Regions from separate parts of the Rattus norvegicus genome. Here region 2 is linked to region 1. The links are chromatin contacts, called in public Hi-C maps. All regions are on one chromosome and are shown on one strand. Each heading gives the region's core, a stretch centred on a gene start, on an enhancer-like site or on the middle of the called end of the contact. The rest is flanking DNA. Distances are from core to core; before and after follow the strand shown. Region 1 overlaps Dlc1 (DLC1 Rho GTPase activating protein). Region 2 has its middle 76 kb from the start of Trmt9b.

The links. A called contact is a pair of places that touch in the nucleus more often than the background predicts.
Region 2: a Hi-C map of liver shows a contact between it and region 1, with 5 times the contacts expected there. The contact joins two enhancer-like sites. A contact is called at or near these places in 11 of 12 Hi-C or Micro-C datasets (the A7r5 cell line, the Rat2 cell line, Schwann cells and 7 more).

What each region holds. Positions count from the first base shown.
Region 1 is chr16:62,122,834-62,126,044 of GRCr8, forward strand. The region is part of intron 4 of Dlc1 (DLC1 Rho GTPase activating protein); the gene reads left to right. Among named protein-coding and RNA genes, the nearest start is that of Dlc1, 130 kb to the left of the region's middle. Within about 2 kb of position 1,743, at least 9 of the 93 cell types and tissues checked have an H3K27ac peak or open chromatin away from gene starts, as enhancers often do. A contact at or near this core is called in liver, where this site is marked.
Region 2 is chr16:62,417,772-62,421,156 of GRCr8, forward strand. No RefSeq gene overlaps it. Among named protein-coding and RNA genes, the nearest start is that of Trmt9b, 76 kb to the right of the region's middle. Within about 2 kb of position 1,695, at least 12 of the 93 cell types and tissues checked have an H3K27ac peak or open chromatin away from gene starts, as enhancers often do. A contact at or near this core is called in liver, where this site is marked.

The DNA.
Region 1 (3,211 bases), core at 493-2,992:
GACTCAAAGTATTTCCTCTCAGATTTGTCAACAGAATGGTTCCTACAGGGTACTTTCTGGACCTCTGTGAGGCTTCACACAAGTAAGAGGACTGGAGTTGTGAAATGGAAATTGAAATGAGAATTAGTTTGCTAAGAATTATACGAAATGGAATGCAGATTGAATCAATATAAGCTAATTATCAGAAGAGGAAGACATTTGTCCCAGTTGAAGAAGATGTTGAAAGTGTCTGGACACAGATTTACTATGTGCATCCAAATGTGGCAAGAGTTTAAGCCTAGAGAAAATATGAGGTACATCTTAAACATGGGGAATTTGGCAATGCTTATTCAGGGAACTGAAAAGCGTCTCAGATAATAATTAGTGTTTTGGTGGGATAAAATGTAAGTGAATGAGAATTAGAGAAAAGTAAATGAATTAGAAATATGTGGGATTTTTTTCCTTATTATGCGAGTTGTCCACAAAAAATTAGGGTGGGGAAATCACAGATTTTGGTTAATACTTGAAAAGTTTTCCAAGAAGCCTAATAGGGTATGACAATTTAAAAAAAAATCACCTGCCCTTAATCCAAAGAAGAATCTGCAGAAGCTCAGAGATTTCTGTGCCAGTCCTTGGGGCTACAAAACAAAGAGGTTCGAAGTAGCAGTGTACAAGTGGAAACTGGGAGCAACGTTTGACTAAGAAGAACAGAGTAGGGAAATCCATTCAAAGAGGAGATCAGCACACTGACTTCCAGCAGAGGTTGGCATGACATCCAGGAAGCCAGGGCAGAAACCTTGACTTTATTGTCTGTTCCCTCTCTTCACCATAGGGGCTAGAGAGAAGTCTGGAGGGTTGAGAGCACCGCTTGCTCTTCCAAAAGCTTTACTTCTTTCTCCTCCTCCTGCTTTTGTCTCTTTCCTCTGAAGCTAAAGTCCAATAGTAAACTGCCCAAGATCCTGATGGAGAGCCACTACAGAAAAGGACTAGAACGGGAGCACAGATGTGGTCAAAATACATACAATCATACAAACATGAGTATACATGCACGCGGGCACACTGCCCTATAACTCTCACATCCTAAGAAACAAATTCACTACTATAGGAATTCCTTTCCATTTTTAAAGAGCTTCTTGATGCCCGGAAAGGGTTAAGGGAGGATCCACCTTTGTACCTGATTGTCTTTAGCCAAGTAAAGCAAAGACACAAAAGCATGCAGCTTGGTTCTTGACTGTTTGAATTGTAGCTTTGCTGCCAAATGTGAACAGTTCCAAGCAAAATCCATGTTGCAATCGCCCAATATTGAGAAATGGTTGAGTTCGCCTGGCAGGCTACATGAGATGGTTCTCCGAGGCTGTTGGACAACAAAATTCTAAGAGCCTTTTGCATGGTGTTTTAGCAGTCACTGGTGTTAGTTTGGTTTGCTATTTTATTTTTGTTTCGTGGGGAGAGCATGTGAAAATACTTTAACCAATGACCTTAGATTCGGTATCATAGCAAAAGAATTCACATTAATTTACTTTTCACCTCTCCCAGGCTTTTAGTATAATAGGGAGAGGGATGTTTTTTAGAAGAAGAGGCAGGGGTCAATTTACACTTCAGTTTTATGATGTGGGGCGAATTAATTACTTGAGTGTCAGCGCATTAATCCGTCAAGTAGGAGTAATAGTATACCAGGTAGCTTCAAGGTCCGCAAGAAGTCCAAAGAGTAAAAGTAAATGCTTAGCATTCCTTTTGTGGATGACGCAGGCTGAGTTCTTACAGCACTTGCTTACAGAACACACTGCAGTAGAAGTCCAGAAACAAGGGCACCACCCCCAGGGGACAAGTATCCCAAGGAGCAAATCCCCAACTACAAAGAAACTCAAAGTGAAACATCAAGTTGCAGATTAGCTGTGTGGGTTATCATGGCAGATTTTAACAAAACTAGGACTTAGAATTGTCTATAAGATGGTCTAGTTAGGGGTTGGGGATTTAGCTCAGCAGTAGAGCGCTTGCCTAGCAAGCACAAGGCCCTGGGTTCAGTCCCCAGCTCTGAAAAAAAAAAAAAAGATGGTCTGGTTGATGTTTTGGTCCTATGTAAAAGTACAGACTCCCAGTGATGGCTGAGACCAACACTGACCCCATGCCTTCTACAGTGTGGGACTGGTTCACATAGTGCTGAATAAAGGACACAAGGCCTCCTGAAAAGGGAAAACCAAAAGTCTCTATCAGAGAAAGTAGACATGAGCTAGTTAAGCCTATGATAGGACAATCTACAAAGGCCTCTCTGGGACCATGGAATCTGATGAGACGCCAACTTCACGGATAAAAAGAGCCAAGAGAAGAGAATTTCAGACAGGAACTATGCAGGGCAAAGACCTTAAGACTGAAAAGACCATAGAATGTGTTAGCATTAGAATGGGCTCTGTGTGGTCCACATAGTAACAGTCAAATCATCCTGATGTGGAGGCAGAAATTAGGGTAAGTGCGAGCTTTCTTCTCAGCACTGAGCAATTGCCTTTTCCTTCTTCCACATCCCTCCTGTGATATCTTAGTTCTCACAACACTGTTACATCCACTTGATAACTAGGCAGCAGTACTGGGGAACAGGTAATGTAATCTTGTATCATGAACAATTCATGTCCATGCTCTGAGATGGAAAGGATATAATTTAATAATCAAGGTTTAGCAAGATCAAAGTTCACCTTGAATTCCTGGCTCATCTCTGATATTATCAAATGGCTAAATCTGACACCAGATGTTGTAGTCTGTCCAGAGGTTAACTGTTCATATCAAGTGTGCTAATTTCATGCTCTTGTTCCCCACTAAGAAAGTTTTCCTAAACTAGACTTTGTGATATTGTAAGTCTCCAGTTTGATTAGAAAACACCCAGAAAGCCCAGAAGTTCTACTGTTCAGCCTCTATAGCAGTGATTCTCAACCTTCAGATTGCCCTTTGGCAAACATTTATCCCCAAAAATATAATTCATAACAGTAGCAAAATTACAGTTACGAAGAATTTTATGGTTGGGGGTCACCATATCATGAGTAACTGTGTAAAAGGGTCACAGCATTGGGAAGGTTGAGAACCCCCGCTCCACAGCCTGGAAAATGTCAAGCTGCTGTCATTGTCTGCAATTTTTGTCTCAACTTCCTAGGTCCACTTAAGCTACATACTGTCACTGAAACTCTGCCTTGTCAGCTGATACAAATTGACTCATTTTCCTCCTTCAGGCCATGAAGCTGCAAAG
Region 2 (3,385 bases), core at 445-2,944, 290 kb after region 1:
CCAGGTCATTTTTTCCTTCCTCTCTTGAGGCCAAGCCCCTACTGTTGAGACAAAAGAGAAAATTAAACCAGGGGAGGGGTGGGAGGTGGGTGGGAAAATAGCCTACAGTTTCCAGCAGTGGTTCTCAGCCTTCCTAATGCTGCGACCCTTTAATACAGTTCCTAATGTTATGGTGACCCCAACCTTAAAATTATTTTTATTGCTATGCCATAACCATAATTTTTCTAGTTATGAATGTTAGTGTAAATATCTGATATATAGGACATATAATATATATATGACCCACAGGTTGAGAACAGCTGGTTTATGGGGTCTCCTATGCCATAAGCCATAGACTCTCACTTCCTCACTGAAAAGAAGATATATGAGACAATAGGTAACTCACCCTATTTTGTTTTAAGGGGCTGGAAACAGTCCTACCCTAAGCCTTGTCTTACCCCAAGGCTTCTATGTAGGGGTAGCTACTAGGAAAGGTCCCTTCAATGCCTCTCATGGGATCAAAATGTATCAAACGATAATTAGAACTATTAAGAGCAGTCGAGATTAAATGTGACTCTGAGTCAGAGTTAATTTGAAGAACTGCTGTAAAAGGCTGTTTCTCTGGGCTGGATAAGACAATGACGTCACAGTTACCAAGTTTCCTGCACAGTCAACAGGCCTCCCTTTAAACTTCTCGGATTCAAGTGCCCTTCCTTAGGAAAAGATCGCCGGTTGGTTTCTGTCTATTTTACCCTCGTGTGGTTTTGTCCTGGCATTCTTTGTGAATATGGGGCAGATTGTTAAATAGGAGCCAACAGCTGGAGTCAGACTTCCTGTGTGAAGGCCAGCGCAGCTCGTTTCCAGCCGGGCGTTTGATATGTTATCTGGGGCAACAGCGACTGGGCACTGCCGAGGCTTCAGAACGGCTCCCTTCAATTTCCTGTATATGTTTATAATGGTGGATGTGTGTGCACATGTACACGTGTGTGCAGAGAGTGGAGAGCGAGCGAGGGGAGGCTTCTGCATGCATTTCATTAGCCTCTGTGAAGGGGTTTCAGTTAGACATGTGCCTTATGGAAAAGAAAACAAAAAAGACACCAGTTAGCCACAGCGAGGGTTCCTCACACAGCTGCCACTAATGACCTAAGTAATTTTGGGCAAGTTATTTCATCTTCTGGCCCAGTTCTGTTTCTGTCGAGGCTCCTTCCGGTTCAGAATCTCTGGCTCAAAGGTTCACTTTCTGCTCCCTGCGACTTGCTGTTCTGAAATACGTGGTTCCCTCCCTTATGATATGATACCGTGTGAGTCCATGTGTTCTAAGCCCTCATAACTTCTTTTCGGTTAATTCTATATTATCCTCTTGCATGTTCTCCGTGAGCCTTTATTATCCAGGCCCCATTGTCTCTACACAAATATTACAAATGTCGGGCTTTATCTGCAAAGAAAAGTCCACAGTGTGTTTGCTTCCTGTTTTGTTCCTGGAGCTTCTAGAGTTTGGAGATTGGGTTTCGTCCTGACAAAGGTTGACCAGAGTCGCTGGGCTGGCTGTCACTTCTCCAGTTCTGTTCTGTTCTTATTAAATTCAATTAGGTCTAAATGTGCCAAATGGCATTTTTTTTTAAATTCATCTGTGTCTGTATCTGAGTATGAACATTTAAAATGGAACCACATAGGAAACTTGTTTTACAGTCTTGGTTGTCCCACGCTGATGGCTTCCTCGGGTTCTCCACAAGTGGGTTTAGCGCCATCTAGCGACTCAAGGGCTAAAGCTTTACTGCTTGGTTGACTGTATTTGAAAATTTGCTGACTGAAACAAGCTAAAACCGGAGGAAGCCTTGCACCTAGCTCTCCTGTTCTCCAGGAGGGTCGAATTTATTACTGACCCCAACAAATTTTTGTAACCTACAGAATCCCCGAACCACGAAAAGCGTTTGGTTTTTAATCTTTCTTCCTTCCTTCCTTCCTTCCTTCCTTCCTTCCTTCCTTCCTTCCTTTCTTTCTCTCTTTCTTTCTTTTTTTTAGTTATTCATTTTACATCCTGTTCACTGTCCTCCTCCTGGTCACCTCCCCCAATCCTTTTCTCCCTCCCCTTCTCCTCTGAGCTGCCCCCCCCCCCTCCCCGATATCCCTTCACCTGGCACTTCAAGTCTATGGGAGGCTAGGCGCTTCTCTCCCACTGGGGCCAGACAAGGCATAGCTAGAAGAACATATCCCACAGGGAACAGCTTTTGGGCTAGCCCCCATTCCAGTTGTTCAGGACCCACATGAAAACCAAGCTGCACATCTGCTACGTATGAGCCGGAAGGCCTAGTGCTAGCCTGTGTATGTTCTTTGTTGGTGGTTCCGTCTCTGAGAGCCCCGAGGGTCCAGGTTAGTTGACTCTGTTGGTCTTCTTGTAGAGTTCCTATCCCCTTAGGGTCCACAATCCTTCTTCCTCCTATTCTTCCATACCAGTCCCCAGGCTCCATCCACTGTTTGACTGTGATTGTCTGTATCTGTATGAGTCAGTTGGTCTGTGGAGCCCCTCAGAGGACAGTTGTCCTAGAATCCTGTCTGCAAGCGTAACAGAGTATCATGTTGATCAGAGTCGCCGGACTGACTGTCACTTCTCCAGTAATCATGTCAGGGATTGGTCCTTGCCTATGGAATGGGTCTCAAGTTGGGCCGGTTATTGGATGGCCATTCCCTTAGACTCTGCTCCATCCCCTGTCCCTGCATTTCTCCCTCTCTCTCTTTTAAAGATTTATTTATTTATTTATTTATTTATTTATTTATTTATTTTATGTATATGAGTACACTGTCACTGACTTCAGACACACCAGAACGGGACATCAGATCTCATTACAGATGGTTGTGAGCCACCATGTGGTTGCTGGGAACTGAACTCAGGACCTCTGGAAGAGCAGCCAGTGCTGTTAACAGCTGAGCCATCTCTCCAGCCCTCCTCCCCCCCCCCCCCCCCCCCGCATTTCTTTTAGACAGGATAAGTTTTGGGTTGAGAGTTTTGTGGGTGGGTTGGTTTCCGTATCGCTCCACCGGGGTCCCTGCCTGTTTCTAATTTTTCCGTGTGACTTTTGTGTTCTTCGTGTAGGACGTCTGTTGGTAATTATGCTCCTGGGTAAGAACATGGGGGGAGTTGTTTACTTTCTGATCAGCCTCAATTTTTCTGTTTGCTTTTTCTGCTTTTTTAGGTCTAAATATTTCCAAGAAACCTTCTCAACTTTTACAAAAACCTTCTGCCAGTCCCAGCTGTGATTTACAATACCAATTGTACCCCTCTCAAACATGTGTGACTTTCTACGCTCCAAGAGCTCAGCGTTCCCCGGTGTAAACGCACATTGGGCGTTGAGATGTTTTTGACAGGTCTTTTCGGTTTGGTGATATTTAAGTTTTTATTTAATATTTT